Linked DNA regions of Arabidopsis thaliana: region 1 is linked to region 2. Evidence: chromatin contacts called from public capture Hi-C data. All regions are on one chromosome and are shown on one strand. Each heading gives the region's core, a stretch centred on a gene start, on an enhancer-like site or on the middle of the called end of the contact. The rest is flanking DNA. Distances are from core to core; before and after follow the strand shown.

Evidence for each region. Capture Hi-C pulls out chosen DNA fragments and counts their contacts.
Region 1: a contact with region 2 is called in a capture Hi-C map of seedling, with 6 times the contacts expected there. The contact joins the promoter of CRR7 here to the promoter of AT5G39090 in region 2. A contact is called at or near these places in 2 of 3 other capture datasets (seedling and shoot).

Annotation. Positions count from the first base shown.
Region 1 is chr5:15,699,907-15,706,892 of TAIR10.1, forward strand. CRR7 (chlororespiratory reduction 7) reads left to right here and starts at 3,172. Exons shown (of 3, transcript NM_123283.5): 1 at 3,172-3,379; 2 at 3,481-3,623; 3 at 3,821-4,366. The coding sequence starts at 3,325. The coding sequence ends at 4,093. AT5G39220 (alpha/beta-Hydrolases superfamily protein) reads left to right here and starts at 5,800. Exons shown (of 10, transcript NM_123284.4): 1 at 5,800-6,183; 2 at 6,287-6,384; 3 at 6,476-6,573; 4 at 6,678-6,727. The coding sequence starts at 6,007. It also overlaps the pseudogene AT5G39205.
Region 2 is chr5:15,640,022-15,646,422 of TAIR10.1, forward strand. It overlaps AT5G39090 (HXXXD-type acyl-transferase family protein), which reads left to right and starts at 3,472. Exons shown (of 1, transcript NM_123271.3): 1 at 3,472-5,151. The coding sequence starts at 3,591. The coding sequence ends at 4,937. It overlaps AT5G39080 (HXXXD-type acyl-transferase family protein), which reads left to right and starts at 1,421. Exons shown (of 1, transcript NM_123270.3): 1 at 1,421-3,195. The coding sequence starts at 1,660. The coding sequence ends at 3,051. It also overlaps the pseudogene AT5G39070 and the pseudogene AT5G39095.

The sequences.
Region 1 (6,986 bases), core at 1,922-4,421, 60 kb after region 2:
CATTGTTGCTTTAACTCTTCACAGAACAAACACATCTTAATCCTTTATCACTTAACCGTCATTTGAAAAAATCCTTTACATATTTCCTTCTTATGGTGCCTCTTTCCATCCTCTTATGATTTTGTTTAAATCGTACGTGTACTATCTTCCAAATTTTTCACATGCTCTATATTTTTTTTAAAAAATCTCTTACTTTCCTTGAAAGTAAAAGCTTTTTTCAAGCTTGTCGAAAGATAGGTTAGTTAAGTTAATAAACTCGTTATTTGAATTTTTAAGAATAAAATATTTGTTTTGCTCTGTTTTGTTTTCTATTATTCTAATAAAAAGTTTTAACTTCTAAATTGGTTCTTAACTTTATCACTTTCTCTCCTTTGATGTTATTGTTTAAATCCTCTTCACCTTCACGCTTTCTAAACCATATTAACATATAATCACGTTAGATTATCTAGCATTGAAATTTAGCAAATTTTGTTTTCTATTTTCTTATTTCCATATGTTACTTTTGAAAAATTAACAAACTTTTTTTCTTTTTTCTTTTTATTCATAAATATAATAAAAATAATAAAAAAATATAGAAATTAAAAAGTTAATTAAAGTCATGGCTAAAAAATGTAAACCAATGAGATGGTTAATCCTGATTGGTCGTTTAAAAACTTATGTGGACGCTTTTAGAAGCGAATAGCCTCAACTTTTATATAGTATAGATAAATACCTTGCTTATATTCCTATATTCTTGAACATATTAAGAGTTTATAATACCTTGCTTTTAATCTTGTGAGCTGATTAATTTATGTGATGATTTTAACTATAGTATATTTGATAGTATGATATTGAAAAATTAAATCCGCCATCATAGTCGTTCAATGTTCGAGCAGAAGGCTGACCTATTGACAAAGGCTCTCGGGCGAATCAAGTTTAAAGAAATGAGGGAGCTCATTGGTGTGAAGGACATGGGACAAGGTGACTTCAAGTTTAGGAGGGAGAATGTTGGATTAAGCTTGAAGAAAGCTGATGAAGAAAGTAATATTAAACCGAGTTATGGTTTAGTTCCTAACCGAGTTATGGTTTAGAAAGTGATCATCTCAAATCTCTTTAGGAGTTATCTAAATCTATGTTTTCCTATTAGGATTAGGACTAATGCTTTCATATAAATAGATGTGTCGAGTTCTAATATCAATGTGAGAGTTGTATTAAGAGATTGAGAGAGAAAGCTTAAGTTTTGTGTAAGTTTCTTAAGCTATAAAGTGAGTTATACTTTTATATTCTTGAGTTCTTAAACAACAACCAAACCTAGATTCTATAAACTGAGAGTAATCAGGCGTTGAAAAAATAAAGACTACTGGAATAAGAGCAAAGATATTCAAACATCAATGTGTGGTTTAAGTTTGAAAACTACCCTCTTTCTTTTCATAGTAAATTGAAATTTCTAACCAAAACGAAAAAAAACACACACACAAAAAAAAAATCAGAGCCAAGAGACTACCAATAATCAATATCCAACACATTTCACATCAACTCGTTCATTCAATCTTTTGATAAAATCCCTCCCATGTTACCCAAAACACAATTCAAAAGATATAAATCACCAAAAAAATATCGATATTGATTCGTAGAACAACAAAATAACTATACACGTATAGCATCAACATCAAGTGAAAAATCTAGCATGGTAAGAAATTCGACTCATACAAAGAACCAAAGCAATATAAAACAAACCATAATATCAGAACTATATATTTAATAAAAAGTCCTTTTGATATGGTGTGACCGAGACTTGTATTTATAGCTAAATGTTTAGGACAAACCATCGGAAGTTTTACTTTTTAATTTTTTTTATACAAATATTTGTATATAAAAAACAATTTAACATATATTTGTATACTTGGACGATTTAACATTTCATTGTATTAGGAATATAATAGTTACTCCTCAAAACCATATTAACATGTAATCACGTGAAATAATCTAGCAATTAAATTTAGCAAATTTTCTTTTCAACTTTCTTATTTCCATATGTAACTTTTGAAAAGTTAACAATTTTTTTTTGTTTTTTCTTTTTAATCATAAATATAGTAAAAATAATAGAAAATAATATAGAATTTAAAAAGTTAATTAAAGTGATGGCTAAAAAATGTAAACCAATGAGATGGTTAATCCTGATTGGTCGTTTAAAGCTCACGTGGACGCCTTTATAAGCAAATAGCCTCAACTTTTATATACTATAGATTGCATAATTCTTCTTGTGATAATATTATTGATCTTTTCTACAATAATACAATTTGTTGTCTTGTCTTCATTGTTTAGTCCACATAACAAATTAGGGCCGAGCATTGGGATATGCGAGTTGGGTTTGGGTAAAAGCCGATTAGGTACGGATTCTTTGGGTAGAAGAGTTTAGAACTCAATATATTAAATAAAAAATATATGTTCGGTTTTGGTTCGGGTCCTTTCAGGTTTAGGTCGCTTTGTATATAGATTTCAGAACAACTTAATAAATTATCGGATAAATACCCATATTTTCGGGTAAATACTCGCATTTCAGAGTAAAAGTTTGGGTATTCAAGTAAAATATTAAGATATTTTTGGGTTCAGATTTTCGAGTATAGGAGTTTAGGATCCAATAAAATAAATCTAAATTTTTATTGTGTTTAGAATCTAATTTTTTGGGTTGGTTCGGTTCAGATATTCTGATCCAATTTTTTTCCCCAGCCCTAGAACAAATCATAAGTGCATAACGATAATGAGCAGTAAGGTACTTAGTAGTTTGCATATATGGACGAAAGATATTATTTGTATCAAGTGTGGTACAACTATGGGCCCACGAATATTCAGTATCCAGTTTTGTACAAGCCCATGTGATCCTTGCAGGCCAATTGACAATTTTAAATATATTTATAGCAACAATACAAATATATATTTTTCAGTCAAATTTGAAAATTGCAACCGAAACTAGAGAGCAGAGTAGAGATCAACAACTGGATCAAAATTTTGAATTTTTATAAAATCTATAGAATTAAGAATATATAATATGTTAAAACTGAATTTACTCCAAACCTATATTGTACAAAGCTGATTAGAATTAGTAATCATTTTAGTTCCACATTTCTAGCTTTTACGAGGCTATTCGGGGCAACTATAACTGGCCCTATTTGGCTCATCAGTGGCCCATTAAAGATATATATGAGTTACATTCATAATTTTAAGGAAAAGAAATAGTTGGTGTATGCTCCTCGTAATATCATCTTATCTATAACAACTACAAGAAGCTTACATTGCTGCTACTAAAATACAAAATTGTTGGAAGTCATTTTTCAAGATATCAAAATGGAGTGTTCGCTGCAGAAACAGCTTTTCAACAACGGAGATAAGCTCTTTAGTTGTAAGCTCTAACACTTTCCTCCCTCATATTCACATCTATTAGTGCAAATCAAGAATAACTTAAACCAATCCATTACAATTCTTCCATTTCTTTGCTTTCAGCTCGACATAACCGACGGGTTTCGATAGAACAAGTCCATGTGACAGATTCTCTTTCCGTAAACTCGATAAACCTGTTTCATAAACCTATATGTTATCCAATATCATCCATCATCACTTCAAGAAAGAGCAAAAGCCATTTTAGTGTAAGTGTTGGTTAATTGCAATTTTGTAGAATATTTTGTAAGTTGATAACATTTAAAAGATTATGTTGCATAATTTTTGGAAATTTGTGATTTCAGTCATTTTGCAATCCCGGAAATTAAATTACTGAACTCATGAGGTTAAAGGTTAACTTAGTATGATTTAACAAATGTCTAGTTAATGTGATTATATAATATAGGTTTGTGCAACAAGGAGAAGAAGGGTGCATTCGAACTCGGATACATACGTACTGTTAGAGGCAGGACAAGATGAGCAGTTTGTGACGGAAGACGAACTCAAGGCTAAGCTCAGAGGGTGGCTCGAAAATTGGCCGGTGAACTCTTTGCCACCAGACCTGGCTAGGTTCGATGACCTTGATGAAGCCGTAGATTTCTTGGTTAAAGCTGTATGTGAACTAGAAATTGATGGAGAAGTGGGTTCTGTTCAATGGTACCAAGTTCGTCTTGAGTAATTAAATAAACGTATTATGTGTTTTGAATGTAACAAGCACATCTGTTTAATCTAGTAGTTTGGTTTGTTCTTTAATAGATAATTGCTATTGTTGTGGATGTCAAAATCTTGTGTGTTGGTTTTAATAATCGTCAAAGAGAATTAGGGTCATAGCTTTCGTAAATAAGAAGACACTACTCGAACTAAACAATATGCGAGTTTGATTCTTTCATCTTTGATAGTCGGCACTAAATATCCAAATAAAAATAAAGATTTTTTAGTCTCACCTTTAAATTTGAAATTTGGTTTTGTGATTTGAATCTCTTCTTTTTTTTCGTCAAACATCATTTTATTAAGTTAGCGGACGGAGGTTTTCTTCTAAAGAGAGTCAATCCAGAGTCGATGTGCTTACATGGAGAAAAAAGATTCTCGTACTCTGACCTTCTTAGCTAGACAATCGACACAAATATTGTTACAACGAGGAATCTTTTGTGCTTAATTAGCTGGTGCGAAATTGATAGCTTATCTTCCAATTTCCCTTGCTTTGGGGGATACATATTCTACCTTGTGGAACTTATGACACTTAATGGGCTTCGTATTGGATTGGATTTGTGAAAAATTGACATTGCATTTGCCCGTTAGTTCTTCAGGCGGGATGGTCTACTAGTACTAGAAGAACGAATTGTAGATGTAGATTCTGTAATAGTTGGCTGTTGGGATAAACAAAAACTGCATCCGATCACATCAGAAGACTGAGCTGCATATAACTGTGATTTTTATGTAAATAATCTTACAAAAGTTTTAATAACATTAAAATTCTTATATTGTTTATTTTGGGGGACAAAATTGTGTTTTAAAAAATTACTTTATATATTAGTTAATCTTATCGAAATCTTAGTTCTGATTTTTTCAGTTCCTCATGTAATATTTTAAATAATTACCTAATTTAACTAACATATTCATAATTATCAAATTAATTGATTAAATCATAGTATATAATTTTGAATGGGGTTTAGTGTTGTTAATGCATTTGATTGTGTTTATATATATAAATCTCAGAAAGATTTATGCACCCAATAAGTGTAGGTTAATTTTATAGTAAAAAATGAAGTCAATTTTATAGTTAAGATGATCAATAATATAGAAACTTTTAAAATAAAATAATAAGATTTGCACCAATAGCGTGAGAGAGAAACTCAACTTTGATATATTATGACTTAATAAATGACGTTAATTCTTATGTAAATTAAGTTATAACATATACAAGGATTCATAAGTGGTCAAACTGCAATTAAAGTATTTTTTAAAAAATGTAGCAAACTAAAAATAAACTATTGTATTTTGAGAAGACATGTGGCAGAAGTACAATATGCACATTTATATGTCATTCTAGAAGAAACTTTATTTTATAAGATTAATAACTGATTAAATAACAATTTACCATGTAAATGTAATGATACAGTGATTAAGTAAGATTCTACTACGCAAAGGTAACCTTATTTAACACACGTTAATTACTGTTTGGAAGATATTATGGACGGAGAGAAACAAAAAAATGTTATTAGTTGTGGCTCTACGTTTTTTTTGTCTTTAAGCCTTAAAAATTAGAAAGCGTGTAAATTGTCAGAAAACTTGTGTGGTCATTTCAAAACAAAACAACAAAAGGTAGTAAATAAAAATAACAAGATCGTAATGAATGAGCTTGGTATAAAAACAAGAAAAAAATAACGAAGTTGGGGGTAGTTGCGTTGCACTTTGATTTAAATTCTATTCAAATGGTTATTGTCCAAACATAACACTCTTTTCTATATATAGGTAGTCTCTTCAATGTCACAAATAATCGAATCACACAATATTAAACACTAAATTATTCACAGTTTTCTTGGAGAAAAGATTCAAGTACAAGTACAAGCAGAGAAAGTGAGAGAGAGAGAAATGATGGGTAGCTTGAAAATAATATCTCCACCACCTCCGGCGACAAGATTCCGGCAACGAGTAACGGCGAACGGAGATGGGTTTCCGACATTTCTTCCGAAGGAGATACAAAACATAAAAGATCCATTCGCAAGAGCTTTAGCTCAAAGGATTGTACGAATTCCTGTTCCTCTTCAGGTTCTTCTTCTTTTTCTCTGTCTCTTGCATGAGTAGCTAAAACAGAGAATCTTTGTCCTTAGTTTCTTGAATTTTGTGTAAGAAGATGAAAATGTGTTTGCAGATGGGAAACTTTAGAGGCAGTGTAATGAGTAGCTGTATCAAACCACTTGTTCAATTACACGACAAAAGTCCCGTTGTTCTTCTCCATTGTTTCGACAGGTATTTTATTTTTTTTACTGACAGTATAATTATTTTTATGAACTCACTGTGTCTGAATTTTACTTTTGTCGGAATTCTTTTGGGCTTTTAGTTCTTGTCTTGAATGGAGACGTACTTATCCTCTGCTTGAACAAGCTTGTCTTGAGACTTGGGCTATTGATGTTCTTGGTTGGGGATTCTCAGATCTTGGTAAGATTTTACATTTTACACAAATTAAACAAGATTCTTGATAATTCGATTTTAGTACATATGAATGTGTGATTGTTTCTTTTCACAACTTAATGACACTGTAGAGAAACTTCCACCATGTGATGCAGCATCTAAGCGACATCATTTATTCGAGGTCAGTACTATTTATTAATTATACTACAAGAAAACAAGCGAATAACAACGAAAAACTGTGTCACTAAATGAATGAAATCAGTCGATGAATCATATTCTTTTGGCACAAATAACTATACACTAAATGGACTATTATCGACGAATACAAATTCGTGTCGTCGCTAAATAACAACAGATACAATGTTGTGGCAAATTTAGCATTGATGTTAGAACTCTCTAGTCCGTCTTGAATTTCCTGATGATTTTGCGATATATTTTGT
Region 2 (6,401 bases), core at 2,222-4,721:
AGTAGTGAAAAAAAATCTAAACAACTTCTTCTCATACTCCAAAGCTACTTGCTATCGATGTAGTATCTTCAATTCCATCATTAAAGTATTCTTCAATGTCACCTACAATTTGAAGATATAAATCAACAAATAAAAAATATTAAGTATAAAAAAATAGACTATTCTTTTTTTTACCTTCCAACTCTACAAAACCATGCAACCAGTTTTTAGTACATAACAAGGCTTGAACATTTCTAGGAAGAAGGCGGTTTCTGAAAGGGTTTAAAGCCCGACCTCCAATACTGAATGATGACTCAACTGCCACTGTAGTGATTGGAATGCTAAGTATAGCAGAAACTAGAGAAGCTAAATCACCAAAGCGTTGTCCATCACCTTTCCAATAGCTCAAAACCTCCATGTCTGTAAAAGACCTCAAATCTAGCCTTGGATCATCCAAATAATTTTGCAAATTGGACTTTGTGTTGTCAGAACCAGGTTGTATGCTCCTCTCAAGCTCAAACACATCTTGTAGTTTGCAAACGGCTTTAAAATGTCACAAATCCTCTCTCCACGATCCCACTCATCCTCAGAAGGCAATGACTTGTAGTTTCTGTCACACTCTTTCAAACTAGCAAATGTCATACGAAACTTTAAGGCTCTAGCAAACATGTCATAAGTTGAATTCCAACGTGTAGGGACGTCTAAATACAATCCAGCACCACTCCTAATCCCTACACTCTCAACACATGCTGCAAATGCATCTTGTGGAAGAAGAGATCCGCGAAGGAAGAGAGGAGAGAAGAGGAGAGAGAGAGAAGAGAGAAGGAGGAGATCGTTTTAGTAAATTAGGTTTAGTTAGAAAAAAGTCCATGGGTACCCATAAACCCAACAGAGTAAAACCCACATAACACTCTATTTAAATAAAATTCGTCCGTTTTAAACCTACTTTAATTTTAATACAAAACATGAATCTTTAAGCTTTAAATTTTAAGCGGGTTTTGGATACCCACTAGACTTTTACCTATCATTAACATCCCTAATATTGTCTGAAACTCACAAGAGAATGTCACCATAAAAAAAATAGAGTTTAGAGTCGTGTGCGGCTAGCCACGAGTATGGGATGTCATGCGTAGCCACCGGTGAAACAATTAATGGATATTAAATGCTTAGTCGGTCTTCTGATTTGATATTGTAGTGCAACTTGTCGAAAGCATTCGGAGGGGGACCATCCTCTGATCTCTTGGCAACATGTTGATATGATTTTTTATTAGCTCGAAATGGGCATTTGCTGACCTTCTAAATTATGCTAAATACTATGCCATAAAACGTTTTCGAGCTATAATTTCAGACGTAGAGTTATATGAAAAATTGTAAAATAAATGAACTATGAAAAACTCGATATATGATCCTCTAATTTACTAAACAGAACCATGTAAACAGAAAAGTCTTAATTAATCGAATGCATGTGTCTTAATTAATGCTACTCGACAAACAATGTTGGAAAATCTACGAATATCATGTGATATCAACCACATTAAATTTATGTTATCCTTTTCCTTATCCTTTCTAGTAATTAGATTTATTTTTCATTTTACTTGTTTTTTTTAATACATCGTATACTATCTATTTATAGGATCATCACCGGTTAAGTACATCTCTTACCACAAGATTGTTGGAGAAATGGTTTCATCACTTAACATCATCGAAGTGGCACGAGTCACCCCTTCAAACTCTGACTCGGCCGAGTCACTCAGTCTCCCACTCACTTATTTCGACCTTATCTATTATAAACTTCGCGCCGTCGAACGAGTCATCTTCTACCGAATCACCAACGTAACTCGCCCTTTCTTTGACTCAGTCATCGTCCCAAATCTCAAAACCTCTCTATCCTCATGCCTCTCTCACTATCTCCCACTCGCTGGCAAACTTATATGGGAACCACTTGATCACAAACCAACCATTGTCTACTCCCAAAACGACGACGTTTCATTCAGCGTCGCCGAAACAAACGCTGATTTCTCTAGTTTATCCGGCAATGAACCATTCCCCTCCACCGAGTTGTACCCGTTAGTCCCCGCGTTACAAAGCTCCGACGACTCGGCCTCCATTGTGTCGTTCCAAGTCACGTTATTTCCAAACCAAGGATTTTGCATCGGCGTAAGTGCACATCATGCCGTTTTAGATGGAAAAACGACAACCATGTTTCTCAAATCCTGGGCTCACATATGTAAACATCAAGATTTTTCTCTACCGCAGGATTTAATCCCAACTTACGATCGTACGGTCATTAAAAGTCCAACGGATAGTGAAAACAAAGTTTTGAATGAGTGGCGCTCTTTCACCAAAATATTAGCTGGTGGTAAAGAACCTGCCAACCCCAAGAGTTTAAAGCTTAATCCATCATTTGAGATTGGTCCTGACGTTGTCCGATACACTCTCCAGCTCACGCGTGAAGATATCCAAACGCTTCGCGAGAGACTTAAGAGAGAAGTTTCCTCCTCCTCCTCCTCAACCTCATCCTCAAAAGAGCTTCGCTTGTCTACATTTGTTATTGTTTACTCGTATGTATTAGTATGCATAATAAGAGCTCGAGGCGGGGAACCACATAGACCGGTTGGATATGCGTTTTCGGTGGATTGTCGAAGCCTCATGAATCCGCCGACTCCAAATTATTTTGGAAATTGCATCGCTGGTTGCTCTAGAATGATGCTGACGGCAAAAATGTTTATGGGTGAAGAAGGACTTTTGGCTGCTGCGACAATGGTCAGCGATTCGATCGAAGAATGGGACGAGAGTTTTGCGTGGAAGATTCCGGATTTTGTAGCATATGCAACTCTTCCACCAGAGACACAACTTATTTTAGTTTCAGGGTCTAACCGATTTGGAGTATACGAGTTGGATTTTGGGTGGGGTAGACCTGATAAAGTGATGGTTGTGTCGATCAGTCCAGGCAATGGGATTTCCATGGCGGAAAGTAGAGACCAAAACGGCAGTGTGGAGATTGGCTTCTCACTCAAGAAGCACGAAATGGACACATTGATTGATTTGCTTCATTGTGAACTAACTATTTAAATAAACTTTTCTTTACATGAATAAAATTGATTCTCTAAACAATATCTTTAAAACGATAACACCAACTTATCTAATCAAATTATTTTTAGGAATACAATTTGTGAGATGATATTATAACTGAAAGTTAACGCCGTGATTGTTTGGTTGACGAAAACTTAACGATATTATGCCTTAAATAACCAAATCAACGAAACTTGATCATTTTATCAAAAGTCAAACTAAACTTTATGATTTAAATGATTTTTCGAAAGTTTATGTTTTTTTCGTCTCAAATTTAAAAATTCGTACTTTTTTCGATATTTTTCCTATTTATTTTCTAATTAAACTTTAAATAAATGAAAAAGTCAACACAGTTAATTCTCTCTCTTCAATTTTATTTGATTGTTTGTCTAAATCTCAATCATTTCAAATGTTAGTAAATGTTAGTCAAAATTTATAATTATCATTATATTCACTTACGTATTATAATCATCATTTTCCTTCGAGTTTATATAATGATCATATGGTCACCGAGAAAATAATCCTTTCTCACCAAAAAAATGAATCCATCACTAAACTTCATCCACGTGTCACGAGTCACGCCATCAAACTCTAACTCGTCGGCGTCACTCACTCTCCCGCTCACTTTCTTTGACCTTCTCTGGCTCAAACACAAAGCCGTCGAACGAGTCATCTTCTACAAACTCACCGACGTAAATCGCTCTTTATTCGACTCAGTCATCGTCCCCAACCTCAAATCCTCTCTCTCCTCATCCCTCTCTCACTACCTCCCACTCGCCGGCCATATCATCTGGGAACCACATGATCCAAAACCGAAAATCGTCTACACCCAAAACGACGCCGTTTCATTCACCGTAGCTGAGTCAAACTCGGATTTCTCCCTTTTAACCGGAAAAGAACCTTTCTCCTCCACCGAGTTACACCCATTAGTCCCGGAGTTACAAAACTCCGACGACTCAGCAGCAGTCGTGTCGTTTCAAGTCACGTTATTTCCAAACCAAGGGTTTTGCATCGGCGTAACCACACACCATGCCGTTTCTGATGGGAAAACGACAACCACGTTTCTCAAATCTTGGGCTCACTTATGTAAACATCAAGACTCTTCTCTACCGGATGATCTAATTCCGTTTTACGATCGTACGGTCATAAAAGGTCCACCGGAGATTGATACTAAAGTCTTGAAAATTTGGCACTCTATTCATAAACCAAAAAGCTTGAAGTTGTTACCGAGACCGGAGATAGAATCCGACGTCGTTCGATACACATTCGAACTCACTCGTGAAAACATCGAAAAGCTTCGAGATAAACTCAAGAGAGAGTCTTCTTCGTTTTCCTCGGTTAGATTGTCAACGTTTGTGATTACGTTTTCGTACGTTTTCACGTGCTTAATAGGATCCGGAGGCGATGATCCGAATAGACCGGTCGGGTATAGATTCGCGGTGGATTGTCGAAGGCTTATCGATGATCCACCGATCCCGTTGACTTATTTCGGAAACTGTGTTTACTCTGCTGTGAAAATCCCGCTAGATGCGGGGATGTTTCTTGGTGAACAAGGTTTCGTGGTTGCTGCGAGATTGATTAGTGATTCGGTTGAGGAATTGGATTCAAATGTGGCTTGGAAGATACCGGAGCTTTTGGAAACGTATGAGAAAGCTCCTGTGGACTCACAATTTGTGTCGGTTGCCGGGTCAACCCGGTTTGGTATATACGGGTTGGATTTCGGGTGGGGAAAACCTTTTAAGTCGTTGTTGGTGTCGATTGATCAGAGAGGAAAGATATCAATTGCGGAGAGTAGAGATGGAAGTGGAGGTGTTGAGATTGGCTTCTCGCTCAAGAAACAAGAAATGAATGTTTTGATTGATTTGCTACACAAGGGGATAAAATGATAATGGAACAAAATTAAGATTTAATTCAGTGTGTCTCTCTTGTTAGCTTGCATCGATTTGGTTCGTAACATTAATGTAAACTTTGTCATTGTTGATGTTCAATATTATGTATGTATACGATACAGTATTATCAAGCTAAACCTTAAAGTCTAAAAACTAAACTAATGAGAAGCATGATCTATGGAAAACATGAAACCATTTAGGTATGCTCTGGATTTTTACAAGAATATCGTAAGTAATAACGATGATTATTGAATTGTGTATACGTATATATATACATATATATATATATATATATTATATTGTGTATTTGTGGTGGTTGTTCTCTGCTCTCTTTTTTCACAGAATGGGAGCTTAAAAACGTACGTGAAAAAGTGATGTGAATTTGATACATTGTCACGTACATTTGATATTTGTTGTGGTTGTTCTCTGCTCTCTTTCATAGACAAGATGGGAGCGTTAAAACGTACTTGAAAGTGATGTTAAATTGATAAATTGTTACTTTCATTGATAAATTGTGGTGGTTGTTCTCTGCTCTCTTTTTCGTAGACAAGATGAGAGCTTAAAGCGTACGTAAAAGTGATGTGGAATTCATAAATTGTCACCCCCAATTTATGAAAGTGACTTGTATTTTCATTTTCTTCCAATAACATCGTACTTTTCATCCTTATTCTTCCATCCATTTTCACCGTATTTTCAGTTTCACACACATGAATAATCATCATCCGTTTATTTTATTTTTGTTTTTATTAATTGCATGTCTATTCATCTCTTCTTAAGTTCAACATGCTTACACACGACACTAGCTTATGCATATCAATCTCAGCATTTGACACAACAATAACAGAAAAAACATCTAACATGTGGTCTCCAAGACTCTCCGGTGTGTCAACTTTGTTTTTGGTTTTGTCGGCTTAATTTCGAGAACTTGGGACATATGTTCAAAGCCTAGTCTCCTTCTACATTCTGTCCCAAAATGTAGATGTGTGAAAATGGGTCTTATGGGCCAAATGAGTAGATCAGTCTAATGAGTTGGGTTAAAAACACGTTGACAAGTCACTCATTAAACCATACATTTTGTTTTTAAAAACTGAACCAAGCCCAATCAATAATCATCTGATTTAAATGTGTAAACTGTAATCAATAGACCAATGATTGAATCTAACCTAATTCAACCAAACTTTATCTCACTACCATTTTCGTTTATCGTCAATTGAATCCCTCATCTTCGTTTTCTCTGAAAGTAAATGAGAAATCGAAAGATATTTGTTTATATTGCTTTCAACTTTTTAATTTTGGATTACAATGAGGCTGCTCTTATATAGAGCTACATGATTTAACCTAATGTATCCTTGGCTGCGAATTTGTCTCTTGGAATTTGGTTAAGCGTCATCACGCGCTGCGAGTGCCTCAAATCGGTTTTGAACCTTTAGCTCCGTACTGTAAGGCGATAGGGATCGTTCT